Linked DNA regions of Zea mays: region 2 is linked to region 1. Evidence: chromatin contacts called from public Hi-C data. All regions are on one chromosome and are shown on one strand. The core of a region is the stretch at or near the end of the contact, and the rest is flanking DNA. Distances in the headings are between cores, read along the strand shown. Region 1 holds the start of LOC100382585. Region 2 holds the start of LOC100194136 (NPL4 family).

Region 1 (7,069 bases), core at 1,608-4,107:
CTAATCCTGAGGAGGCATCAGCGAACCTTAATCGCCAGCTTAACGTCCCCTTCTTTATGGAGATTATTATTCTCATGACATGGAGCATCTGGAAAAGCCGAAACGAGTGGCTGTTTTCAAACAAAGATCCTTCGGTACATCGCTGTACACAGGAATTCAGTAAGGAGCTGCGGTTGATCATGCACAGAGCGCGGGGGAACTTTGACACCTCTATCCCGAATTGGCTGAGTCTGTGGCAGACATAGGAGTAGTGCTTTTTAATCCACTGCATTTTAACTTTTGTAAAAAGACTAAGTTGTAACGTTTTCTTTTCACTTCTTTAATAAAATTCTCAGTAGGGCCCTCCCCCTCCTGGTTCTTCAAAAAAAAAACAAGTTTAGGAGTATTATCTTAGTTCTTGAATATTTGTATCTGATAAATTAAAACATGATAAATAAAAAAGGAACTAATATGTGGTTTCATCATATATTTCATTATATACTCATCACAACCTCACACAATAGCTCGACCATATACTATTTCTAAATCATTATACACTGTGATTCTAAGAGCGGGTATTCGACCATCTCTAACTGTTGGAGTACATATGATAATTCACCCTTAAAAAAATTTAGCTCACCTGTAATAACTAATTTTTGGGGAAACTTTTAAAATCTTTCTGAAGTTGGTCGAATAGAAATTATAGATAAGGTGAATAGGTGATGAATGTGGGGGTGGTGGGAGAAGGCCTTCATGTGAGTGCATATGACAGTGCCGGCTTCAATTCAAGCCCATGGGATGGTTCGTGAATCAGGCTGAACTTTTTCAATTAAAATAACACAAATAACGGCTTGATAAGCTTGGATAGGCTTGGCTAAGCTAAGGCTAGATCCATCACTGGGTGCTTTTAGCAATCTTGTCGACTCCTATAAGGCCAGTTATTGCGTTCTAGTTTTTTATTATTATTGCAACGATGCTAGTTAAAGAAAAAGAAACTACACGCCGCTCTGATTGAATGCACCGATCGATTGATTTCCGATTCATATTCGCCACCCATCATCCATGGACCAATCATAAGCTGCACATGAAGGTCCAAGAGCCTAGATATGATCTTATATTGCTCGCTCTCTGTTCTTTTTATTTAACATAGTTTTGTCTCCTAAATTATTGAACAACCATTTATTCCATATCATTTTTTTATATTTATAAATCTATAATAATGGATAGTATGTTTGATTACAAATCTAACTATACCAATTTTATATTGTATTAACTATAAATACTAGTCAAATTATTGATAACAAATTCAAAAACTAATTTTCGGTAGTCGTGTGCGCTTTATAAAAGAGGAATAGTACGCTGAGAAAAAGGGGCATCGATTGCTGCTGCTGCTGCCACCACCTACAGCCTCTCTCTTTCCCGTCTGTTCCCTTCCCTGGAAAACACGGCGGGGCGCCGCCAAATCATGGAGCCGGCGCTATCGTTCGACGCCATGCCGCCACCATGTGAGAGCGTGTACGTCCGCGGCGGCGGACCACCGTTATTAACCGGACACTCAAGGTATAATTGGTAGTAATTGCTACACTGTATCGCAATCAAAAAAATCGGTACACTGTATTAGGGCGGCGACACGCAGGTTCTGTGCATATCTTGCTCACAGATAACGGGCATAACTTAGTCCTTAGCCGTTTGCGTGTCGCGCGGCGCGTAGTAGCCCGTGTGTGGGTGTGGCCGTGCCAAATGGTGGCATGGGCTGGTACGTACGCCGCGCAACTGCACGTCTCCTTCGATCGGCCAGTCAATTCAGGCGGGGTGGGGAGGGACGGCCGGACCATGACGTGCGCGCGCGCGGCAAGTCCAGGTGACCTGCCGAGTGCCGACTCCTTCCGGGGAGGTTGATGTGCGCATAAAGCCTGCGCTTGACGGTGGCAGGCGTGACCGTCCGGTCCAGAATCCAGTCTCCTTCCCTGCTTGCCGAGCCCTCGAGATCGGCTGACTGAGTTGTACCTGTACGTGCGTGCGTGTGGCCAATTGACCTTCAGCGGGGTGCGTCAGGGGGCAGTGATGTGGACTTCGCAGTCTTCGCTTGTGTAGTATAGTCGTAGTTTTATTCCTGTATATTTGCTTGCATGCAGGGGGTGGGGTGGGTGGTGGCTGGCGGTGAGCCGGTGAGAGGCGTGGCCGCGTGTGGCGTGTGCCAGCGAATGAAGATCTTTTGCAACCGTGAATTAGACCGATGCTAACTAACGCCGTAACAATGTTAGCATCAAATATCATATATATATATATATATATATATATATTAAAATATAGATTTGGTCTAATTGTTCGGATACCCGTTTTCATCTCTATTCTAACTAGCATCAAATATCCGATGTGATTGAGATTAAAGTTGAGTAGTACACAGAACCAAACAACAGACAGGCAGACATGATAACTTGGACCTCAACTGGCTTCCTCCACATTCGTCGCGACCTCAATTGGCTTCCTATTACATTTACATCACATTGGATTTTTGTATCTGGTGCACTAGTTTTTGCATCATATAATTAACCCTTGTATTTACACCAACAACACACGTACATTCAAATATCGAATAGTGTCAACAATGAGAGTATGGATTCCCCTACAGTCAGCCGAGGCGTACCAAACGGCGAACCGGAAGCAGCTCCAGTTGTCCGCACACGCCGTGTCTGTCGCGCCAACGTCCGTCAGCAAGGACCAGAGTGGGTGCAGTGAGTCGGCATATTGGTGTTGGGTCTGAGCCTGCGTGCTCCCGTGCGTAAGTGGCTGTCTTAAGTACTAGCGTAGCCGAAAGAGACGGTATGCATTTTGTAAGGAAAACTTAGTATCCTGGAATAGAACTCCTCTGGTTCTCCTATTCTTCTCCTCCTCCTTCCAGGTTGCTAACAGAGTGGTATCAAAGACACCTTTCCTTGGCCGTCCGCCATGGCTTCTCCACCCATCGATTCAGCCCTCACGCTCGCCCTCGAACACCAAACCCGCTCCCTGTTGTCCGAGTTGGACAAACGGTTGTCCGCCATGGATGTCAAGTGGGAATCCCGTGTCGGAGAGCTTGAATCTCAGGTCTCTGCATCCAGCCGCCGCCTGGATTCCGTCACCACCGACCTCCGTGCGGATGTGGAGATCCAGTTCTCCTCAGCCGCCGATCACCTCCACCAGATCGAAGCTGACGTCAAAACTCGCGTCGCCGCCCTCCAATCGACTATGCACGTCTTCGAGCTGTGGCGCCCTCGCGTGGAGGCATCGGTCGAGTCCCTCCACTCCTCCGTCGATTCGATCCGCGCCGAGGTCTCCAAGATGGGGATCCGCTGGTCCACCGACGCCCGTGTGGATGGATCTGGACAACCCGGTCTCCTCGGTGCGCACGGGTCTGGATCCGGAAGGGTCCCTGCTCCTGAAGAACCTCCAGATCGCCCACGTTTTGGGTCCTGCTTCGAGAATTACTACCGGGATAGTGGGCACGTGCACCCCGGTGCCGACGCTCACTACCCGGTCACGGGTATGTGGAGCTCCCCTCACTCGCCCTCATTTTCATTCAACGCTCATTGTGGCCATAGTCAGGGTGATTGGGGTCAGCGTGGCCCACTTAGCCGTCACTGTGGGGGGTTACCTAAATTAAATTTCCCTACGTTTGATGGTACCTACCCTAAGCTCTGGCAAAAGCGTTGCGAAGATTACTTTGAGATGTATGCTACTGAGACTTTTGTCTGGGTTAAGGTCTCCACCATGCACTTTGTGGGTGCTGCGGCTCGATGGTTACAGTCCATTGAACCGCGTCTTCCGTCCATGTCATGGCGCCAATTTTGTCAAGCTATCCATGATAGGTTCGGCAGGGAGCAACACGAACTTGTTATTCGCAAACTCTTCCACATTAAGCAGACCTCCACAGTCCAAGACTATGTTGATCGTTTTTCAGAGTTAGTTGATTTGTTAGTCACATATGAACACACAACAGACCCGTTATACTATACCATGAAATTCATTGATGGGTTGAGGGATGACATCAAATCTGTGATTCTTGTACAACGTCCTGGCGATCTCGATACTGCCTGCTCCTTGGCTTTATTGCAGGAAGCTGGGGACTCGTCTCGGCGTCCGGATCCTGTTCATGGCGATTCATCTTATGCTGGCCGTTCGTCGTGGAAGTCGGCTGTTCCACAGTCTGCTCGCTGGGATCCATCGCGCGGTTTGGCTCCAGAATCCTCCAAAACTCCAACTCAGCCAGCGCCAACAATTGATTCCAAAGTGGCTTCTCTTCGTTCATATCGGCGTGCCAGTGGATTATGCCAGTATTGTGCTGAAAAGTGGAACAAGGGCCATAAATGTTCTCCAACTGTTCAACTACATGCAGTCCAAGAGATGTGGGAACTCTTTGATCATGACCAGTCAGATACTGATCCTGATTTCCAAGATTCATCAGACCAGTTCGCAGTAATGTTGTCCCAGGCAGCCATTTCAACCCCAGCCAAGGCCCAAGCATTCAGACTTCAAGGCTGTTTGCAAGGCGTGGAATTGTTGATGCTTCTTGACTCTGGCAGTTCACATTGTTTTCTGAACACCAACAGCGTTGCGGCAATCACTGGCCTTACTCTTGTGTCGACTCCGCTAATGGTCACCGTAGCCAATGGTGAGGTCCTTACATGCACTTCAGAGCTGGTGGAAGCAGACTGGACTTTACAGGGTGTCCCGTTTCGCACAACATTCAAGTTACTGTCCTTACCTCACTATGACGCAATCCTTGGTATGGATTGGCTACAGCAGTTCAGCCCAATGTTGATAGATTGGAAGAACAAATGGCTGTCTATACCATTTCAAGATCAGCTTATTGTCCTGCGTGATTGTCAGTCATTGGTTCCTGCTGGTTCGTTGTTGGAAATCCGTTCCGTGTCCTCGACATCGACACCACAACATTTATTTTCAGCCACGACTTCTGCTGTTCCTGAGCCGGTTCGTTCCTTGCTGCAACAGTTTGATGCCTTGTTTCAACCTCCTACAACGTTGCCACCGAGCCGTGCATGTGATCACTCCATTCCATTAGTGGATGGTGCTCGCCCAGTTAATATACGACCTTATCGGTTGTCCCCTGCACTGAAGGACGAAGTGGAATCCCAAGTGGCTGAAATGCTTCAAAATGGCATAATTCAAAACAGTTCCAGTGCCTTTTCCTCGCCTGTCCTCATGGTCAAGAAAAAGGACAATTCATGGAGGTTCTGTGTCGATTATAGGCACTTGAATGCCCTCACAGTTAAATCTAAGTACCCAGTTCCCATCATCGATGAATTATTGGATGAACTAGCTGGCGCCTGTTGGTTCTCTATATTGGATTTGCGAGCTGGATTCCATCAAATATTGCTCAAGCCTGGGGAAGAGTACAAAACAGCATTTCAAACCCACACAGGACACTATGAATTCCGGGTCATGGCATTCGGTCTCACTGGGGCGCCTGGCACATTTCAAAAAGCCATGAATCATACTTTGGCTCCTCTTCTTCGTAAATGCACTATTGTGTTCTTTGATGATATTTTAGTCTACAGCCGCTCCCTTCAAGACCACTTCACTCACCTACAACAAGTATTCGAGCTGCTGTCGTCTGATCACTGGAAGATTAAAATGTCTAAGTGCAGTTTCGCTCAGCCCCAAGTAACTTACTTAGGCCACATTATCAGCTCAGCCGGTGTCGCTACCGACCCAGCAAAGATCCAAGCTATTGTGGCATGGCCTGTTCCCAAGTGTGTGAAGGAATTGCGGAGCTTCCTAGGACTCTCTGGATATTACAGAAAATTCATACGGCATTACGGCGTGATCTGCCAACCCCTGACAGCACTGTTAAAAAAGGGCGCTCTGTACGTTTGGACAGCTGATCATGATACTGCATTCTGCACTCTCAAACAAGCGATGTCATCGGCTCCGGTGTTGGCTCTACCAGATTTTAATGTCATATTTCAGATTGAAACTGATGCCAGCGCCAATGGTGTAGGGGCTGTTCTTTCACAGCAAGGTCACCCTCTGGCATTCCTGAGTAAGGCCCTTGGAGTTAAATCTCGTGGTCTCTCGACTTATGAAAAAGAGTATCTAGCTGTCCAACAATGGCGTGCTTACCTTCAACACCAGAAATTCGTGATTATAACTGACCACAAAAGTCTATCACAATTAAATGAGCAACGTCTCCATACTCCTTGGCAGCACAAAGTGTTCACCAAATTATTGGGCCTTCAATATAGAGTGCAGTATCGTCCAGGGACAGAAAACCGGGCAGCTGACGCCCTCTCGCGCTATGGTCCTGCTGAAATCAATGCGGTTTCTGTTGTTATCCCTCAATGGCTGACTGATATCCAACAGACTTACGATTCGGACAGCAAGACTAAAGAGTTAGTGGCTAAACTAGCTATCGATCCAGCAGCTGTTGCCCACTTCTCACTGAAGGATGGTCTGATCCGTTACAAGAACCGTCTTTGGATAGGCGAGGATCCCCACCTCCAGGCTAAGATTGTTTCAGCACTGCATTCCTCTCCGATCGGTGGTCACTCTGGTGTGCCGGTTACCTACAGCCGTGTCAAAAGCATATTTGCGTGGAAGAATATGAAGTCGTTCGTCCGTTCATTTGTGCAGCAATGTCAGATTTGCCTGCAAGCCAAACCTGACAGGGCAGCTTATCCTGGTAAGCTCCAACCATTACCTGTTCCACCCTCTGCCTGGCACACCATCTCCATGGATTTCGTGGAAGGGTTACCTCGTTCTGGCTCGTGGGACTGCATCCTTGTTGTTGTTGACAAGTTCTCCAAATTTGGCCATTTTGTTCCATTATCTCATCCATATACAGCACACTCTGTTGCGCAGCTGTTCCTATCTCACATATACAGGCTCCATGGTTTTCCAGCGGCCATTGTATCTGACAGAGACCCCATCTTCACCAGCGCCTTTTGGCGTCAGCTGTTCCAACTGGCTGGTACGGAATTACGCCTCAGTTCCTCCTATCACCCCCAGTCAGATGGTCAGACAGAGCGTCTGAACCAATGCTTGGAAACGTTCCTGCGATGCTTTGTCAGCGCGTGTCCTAAAAAGTGGT
Region 2 (7,069 bases), core at 1,566-4,065, 180 kb after region 1:
TTTGCTGTCTCGAATGAAATTATGTAGAGCCATACATGCATGTATTATTTTTGACTGCTTCAGCATTGGATAGCTTGGTAAATCCAGTAAAATTCTCCATTTCATCTTCAAAACACCGAAGGAACGCTCGATATGATTACGAAGAGAGGAGTGTAATTGGTTGAATACCTCTTTTCTCCCACTTGCCCGTGGTCCCGCTCTAAACTCTGGCAAATGGTATTTCACACCTTTGTATGGAGCTAGATAACCCTTCTGGTTTGGATATCCAGAGTCAACGAGGTAAAATTTTCCTACAATTTTATTTCCAACATAAAATTTAAAAAACATAGTTTTTAATTCAAAATAAAACATGTGTACAAATAATCATACCTGGTGGAGGATGAGGAAAGATGGTGTCATACTTGTGCAAAGCATCATTAAATACTCTCATATCATGCACCGATCCGGGCCATCCCGCAACAACGAAAGTGAATCTCATGTCCATCTCAGAAATTTTACAATTATTCTTTAAGGTCTCATGAATGCCCTGCATAACTTTAACCATTGGATTTTTAGTGCGCTTCCTTGGACTAGTTGCAGTACTAGCATTTGGATGTTGAGAGGGCCTCTTGCTCACAGATGTACTGGGGGGAGACATATATGTGTTAGCATGTTCTGGAGTATAGTTTGCAGGCACATCATCAGCACCCAACTCTTCACCAGGAGCACATGCACCAGAGCCATCCACAACGACGCCTCCAAACAATTGTTGTAACAGCTCTTCATGATCAGGAGGACCTTTTTTCAGTTTTTTCCAGTGAGAGTTGCCCTGCACACACGTACAATAATGGTTAATCCAATGTCATTACAATAACTGTATAAAATGAAGTAATTGTACAAAATTAAATAAGTGATACCTTAGTAACACGATTCCAATAGTCCTCAGGTGCATCCACAGTTTTAAATGCAGAATTCCATCCTAATCCAGTATTTGCATTTAATTGCAACCAAAAACCATATAAACCTTTCAGTAAGTCCAATTTATTCTTCAATTGAAGCCTTGAATGGTGCAACCCTGTTGCTATCTTGTACTTTTCAGCTATGTTGTTGTAACCACGGATAGTCATGATGCCGTTCGGCCTATTACCAGCATTGATTTCTTGGATACAGATTTCACAAAATACTCTAGTGTTCTCAAAAGTCCAAGCTGCTTTGTCATAAACTTCATTCTACTCAAAATTTAAAACATGTATGCAAGTAAAGTTTAGAAATTTAAAACATGTACAGCATGTTGTTCCTCAAAGTTTAGAACAATAGGAAAAAAGGAAAGGAATTTACATTGTTTCCAATTAGTGGTTCAGCATGCTGTTCCTCTTCGATGGGTTGCGAATCGTTATCATGAATTATATTAGATCGTGGAGGCTTGTATGCGCTCCCACGTCCGCGGCCACGAACAGAACGAGCAGACCCTTGCGAACCTTGTGCTGGCCGCTTTCCACGTCCGGAAATAACATCTACAAAATAATATCTTGTCAATATTGGAACAAACAAGTGGGGTTAACAGGAACAGGTAAACGTAACACATGACACAACTTGTGAACATCTACAGCACACCTGTGACACGATCCATAGCTTCGTCCTGTGTGGCGACACCACGCCCAGCCCTCGCCATTCCGAGGTTCGCGGTGGTGAGGCCGCGCCCAGCGCTCACCATGCCAACGCTAGCGGTGGCGAGTCCTCGCCCAGCCCTGCGCTCGTCCTCGACAACGTCGATCGACGACCTCGGGTAGTTCTGGCCGCGGCCCCTGCCAACGCTTGCGACGTCGTGTCCCCCTCGCCGCACGCCAGTGGTAGTGCCGAGCCCTCCCGTGCCTGCGAGCTCGCCATCCGTAGCCGGCGTCGGTGTCGGGGAAGTTGCCGCACTTTCTTCGTCTTCCAGGAACGCATTGAAATCCAAGCCTCGCCGCAAGGTGCTCCTATACTTTAAGGCCGCCGCCAAATTTTCCTCGGCGTCGAGGTTGTCCATGGAGGAGCCGGTACGCTGGACAATGCGGAGGGCGGCAGGATGTAGAACTGCAACTTGGGCCGGTCTGTATTCAATTGAATCTATATGCAGCCACACGTTCAGGTTTGAAGAACACTCAACAAGCCCCGTCGTCACCTACCAGCAAGGCACAAAAGCCATGAATGATGATTTCTAGATAATAAGAAACTCCGAACGACAACCAGTCAGCGCGTCAGATGCTCTCCTGCGTTGGGGCTGGGGAATTATCACCTGCGTTGGGGCTAGGGAGCGAACACCTGGGATGGCGCTGGGGAGCGGCGGCGGTGTGCGTGCACTCCCAGGAGGATGGCAGATTAACGCAGGAGCGGCGGCGGTGTGCGTGCACTCCCAGGCGGCGGTGTGCGTGCACTCCCAGGAGCGGCGGCGGCGTCGGATGGTCTCCTGGAGGCGGCGGGAGTTTTCCAGGAGGCGGCGATGTGGACTCCCAGGCAGGCGGCGTCGGATACTTGTGCGAGGCGGTAGGGTAGGATGGACTTTGAGATACCGACGGGTGAAAAAGAGGATGGCAGATTAACGTAATTTCAATTCACATAACCATGGGTAGTGGGTCTTTTACCAAAAATAATCTGAAATAAGCTACTCTTGAAGAGATTATGAGATTATAATAATCTGGGCTTTAGATTATATAATCTGGACCTATAATCTAGATGTTTGTTTACCCACCAGATTATTTGCGCTGGATTATATAATCTGGCCAGATTATAATCTGAAACAAACAGGGCCTATGTTATACTGTAGATTAGTTCGATGTTTGGAGTTTGAAACAGAAGATGACGTCGAGAGTTTATCGGAGACATTCTATTTCACTTTCCAAACACCGCTGTCCCTTCCCCTCCCAGCGCTACCCACCATCTCCGCTCTTCCCTCTCCGGCTCATCCCCGCCGGGCTTCCGCCTTCCTGCACACCTCGCCCCGTTTCTTCCTCGAACAGATTCTCTGCCCCACCCCGATTCTACCTATAAATCACAACTGCACACCCCCGAATCCCGGCAAAACCCAACGGCCGAAGCTAAGCTCGAGCCGCCGCCGCGATGATCCTCCGTATCCGCAGCCGCGACGGCACGGACCGCATCACGGTCCCAGACTCGGCCTCAGTCACCGTCGCCGACCTGCAGCGCCTCATCGAGTCGCACCTCACCGTGCCCGTCCCGCTCCAGCGCCTCTCCCTCGACCCGGCCCTCCTGCTCCCTAACCCCTCCGCCGTTGTCCCACTCCTCACCGACTCGGCGGCGCCGCTTGCCTCGCTCCGCCTCGCCAACGGCGCCTTCGTCTACCTCGCATACCCGCCCGACGCGCGCTCGGCCCGCCCGCCGCCGCCCAAGGCACTTTCCGCCGCTGGCTCTTTCGGCAAAAAGATGACCATGGATGACCTTATCGCGCGCCAGATCCGCGTCACACGCCAGGAGAACGCGCTCTGCGCCGCCGCCTCTTTTGACCGCGATGCCGCCAACGCGTTCCAGCTCTACGTCGCCGAGTTCCTCGGCTTCGGCGTCAAGCGGGCGGGTTTCCTCTACGGCCGCGTCGACGCAGAGACCAAGGATGTCTTCGTCGACTTTATCTATGAGCCGCCGCAGCAGGGCTCCGAGGACGTGGTCCACCTCTTGAGGGACCCCGACGAGGAGGCCCGCGTCGATACCATCGCCGAGGGGCTCGGGATGCGCCGGGTCGGCCTCGTGTTCACGCAGGCCGTTGGGAGAAAGGCCAGCGAGACTGGTGAGTACACCATGTCCAACCGGGAGGTCGTGCAGGCGGCCCAGCTGCAGGCTGAGGGCGGGATCCCGGAGTGGGTCACCGCCATAGTCAAACTGGAGGTGGGGGATGACGGCACCGGGGATGTGCACTTCGAGGCCTTCCAGATGAGTGAGATTTGTGTCAAGCTCTTCAAGGATGGGGTACTGGAAACTGAGGTTCAGGATGCTGATGATCCCCGTCTGTCAAAGATGCGGAAAGAGGTGGTGGCTGGGGGGAAGGATACTATGGAGGTGGATAATGACTTCTTCCTCGTGCCCGTCAAGATCTCTGATCACCAGGTATTTTCCTTTACTCACTTCTCTTGTACTTTGGAATTTATAGTTCATATGAAATTATGAATAGAGGATTACATCTAAGTTTACCAATCGATGGCAAAATTGGTTTTTTCCATTAATAGGAAGGGTTGCCGCTGGTTAATGAGCTACTTTTTTCTCGTCAAATTTCCCAGTACCCTTTTTATTTACAGCCAGCTGGGGGTGGGTGAGGTGATACAAGGCACCTAATCTGGGCTTAAAGCTTTAATCTTTTAGGTTCAAGGATATATGAATTTGTACTAGGGTGCAGTAAATCACAAGTTTGTCACACTTTTTTCCTTAGAGAAGAGTAGTAAATTGACACACTATATATTTGACCATGAAACTGTAGGATTGTCCCCTTTGGACACACATACTTTTGACTTGAACCATAGGATTTTTTCCCTTTGAACAAAGGGTTGGACCTAAGGAAAAATTTGAGAGGGAGTACACCTCATGGTATGCAAAAATTTAGGTAGCTTAAGCATGGTGAAAATTTGTTCATTACATTAGCTTCAAAATGAAGGGCAGGACTGATGCAGTTGTGAGAGCTATCTCACTGAGTCACCAAGTCGCGTGTTCGAAACAGTCTCTCTGCATTTATGGGAGGATGGTAGATGGTTTGCCTTGGTTTATACTTTCCCTGGGTTTGCCCCCTTTTACATTAGCTTCAATTTTTTGAGTGAGTTTGTTTCCTGTACCTTCATGAGCTTCTGTCTAGGTCTGCCCCTGCTACGGTAACTTGACATGTTTACCTTGTTGGATGAAGAATGCTTCCTTGTGTGTGATATTTGAAGTGACAAAATCTAGTACACAGTAGTTAAACAGATTTCTTTATTGTGGTTATGTTGTGCATGAGTCTTATAATGTCATCTAGACATATGGGATTTGGATTTATGAACTTTCGTGGCATTTTTTACTGAAGATGTGCTTACAGTCTATATATAATCCACAAATAGAGTTGATTTACAGTTTCATTAATAGTGTACCCACTTTTTAACCAAAAGAAAGAGCTCTGTCATTTAATATGAGCATATATGCTTGGCCCTAGGGCCTCAATGAGTGTAAAAACTAAAAACCCTTCTGCAAGGAACATAGTACGGGGAGTGGTCTGCATAAAAGCTATCTGAGATATAATTTTGTGATCTATATGCCTCAAGAATGTATAGTTCGTTGATGTTTTGGTGCTTTTATTGAAAAAACGGCAGTGTTTTGAGGGGGTGGTAGAGCCGTACATGACCTTATCAGTTAATTACTTAATTATCACAAGGTGTCATGAACTTCTTCAATACTGATGTACCATACTTCCATTGAGATTAATGGGGTTGCCAGGACCTAGAATATTTAAAAAAACTTGTAGAAAAGAAGGAAAATTGGTGATATTTATTCACTATACCTTTTGCGCGTGCCCTCACACACAAATATTCTCTGATTCCACCTTTAAAAGAATTATCGGAATCTTCATCTTAAGGGATCTCATATTGAAGGCTCTAAAGTTACTTTCCGTCAAATAATTGTTCTATACCTATTCTAAGAACCTTCATCTTAAGGGGTCCATTGCTCTACAATCCCAACTTTCTATCCTGTGCATGATTCTATCACTTTAGGTGCGAGAAATGGAAAAATGTAACATCTCGTCCACTCCCGGACCGGCGGTACTTACTTATGGCAGCCCTCTAAGACCATATATCATCCCCACAGACCAACACAAGTCTTTTGTGCGCACTTTGTCCTTACTCATGCAAACCTGATAAAACTTCTCGGTCGGTCACCCATCCCAAGATTGCTCTGGGCCAAGCACGCTTAACCTCGAGGTTCTTTCGAGACAGGTATGAGTACTCTATTAATTCTATTAAGCCTTGGGCCAGGATACCACCATCTATCGGGGCCAGGATATCACAATACACCCCCCTTAGAAGATCGACGTCCTCGTCGGTCAACCCCAAGCCAGGAACCTCCCCTCTTGGCCACGTATGTGTGTCCAGTGTCGTCATATGCCATGCCATGTGACCACTCTGGGCCACATGCGCCATGTGCCATATGCCCGAACCCCTAGCCCACACACGCTCGTGAAACCGCGAGGGTCGGCTTTGATACCATTTGTAGCACCCCGTCCACTCCCGTAACGGCGGTACTTACTCCTGACAGTTCTCTAGGACCATATATCATCCCCATAGACCAACATGAGTCTTTTGTGCTCATTTTGTCCTCACTCATGCGCACCCGAGAACTTCTCGGTCGGTCACCCATCCCAAGATTGATTTGGGCCAAGCACACTTAACCTCGAGGTTCTATCGAGACAGACTTCCGAAAAAGAAGATGCATCTTGTTGATATAAGTACTCTATTAATTCTATTAAGCCTTAGGCCAATACCACCATCCACCGGGGCTAGGATATCACAAAAAAGGCCATCCATAGGTTGCAATAGGGCATAAGACCGATATTTGATTGCTCCTCTGTAGTTTTTCATTTTCTGAGATCATTTCTAGAATAATTTGTGTATTTGTGTATACGCTATTTGTCACCCTAGGTGATGATCACCCACAATGGAATGGCTTAACATAAATCATGAATGGCTTAACAATCAATGAAGATTTGTTAAGGCATCCTAGGGTGGGTGATCATCACCTAAGGTGACAAATAGCGCTGCCCTATCTATCTACACACATGCAGCATAGCATATTCTAAAAGCCCTTCATTATATACCGTGATAAACTGTTAACTTCGAGTTAGTAAAATCATCTAAACTTGTAAGCACGAATGATTGGATATAATTTTTGTACTTCTCAATAAACCTAAAGCCTTCAACTGTTACACTGATGCTGCATTTAAACTGGCAACATTATTTGCAAATTACTGTATATTCTGAGCGAGCAGGTCATGATTGGTTATTCGACATAACAATCCTCACATATTTGGTGATAAGCTGCAGATGTAAAAATTATGTTAAACTGAGTCAAATATATTAGGTATTGAAGC

The links. A called contact is a pair of places that touch in the nucleus more often than the background predicts.
Region 2: a Hi-C map of leaf shows a contact between it and region 1, with 3 times the contacts expected there. The contact joins the promoter of LOC100194136 here to the promoter of LOC100382585 in region 1. A contact is called at or near these places in 2 of 25 Hi-C or Micro-C datasets (endosperm and leaf).

What each region holds. Positions count from the first base shown.
Region 1 is chr8:172,710,041-172,717,109 of Zm-B73-REFERENCE-NAM-5.0, forward strand. It overlaps LOC100382585, which reads left to right and starts at 2,858. Exons shown (of 2, transcript NM_001175315.1): 1 at 2,858-3,502. The coding sequence starts at 3,026.
Region 2 is chr8:172,889,479-172,896,547 of Zm-B73-REFERENCE-NAM-5.0, forward strand. LOC100194136 (NPL4 family) reads left to right here and starts at 2,816. Exons shown (of 2, transcript NM_001139188.2): 1 at 2,816-4,074. The coding sequence starts at 3,076.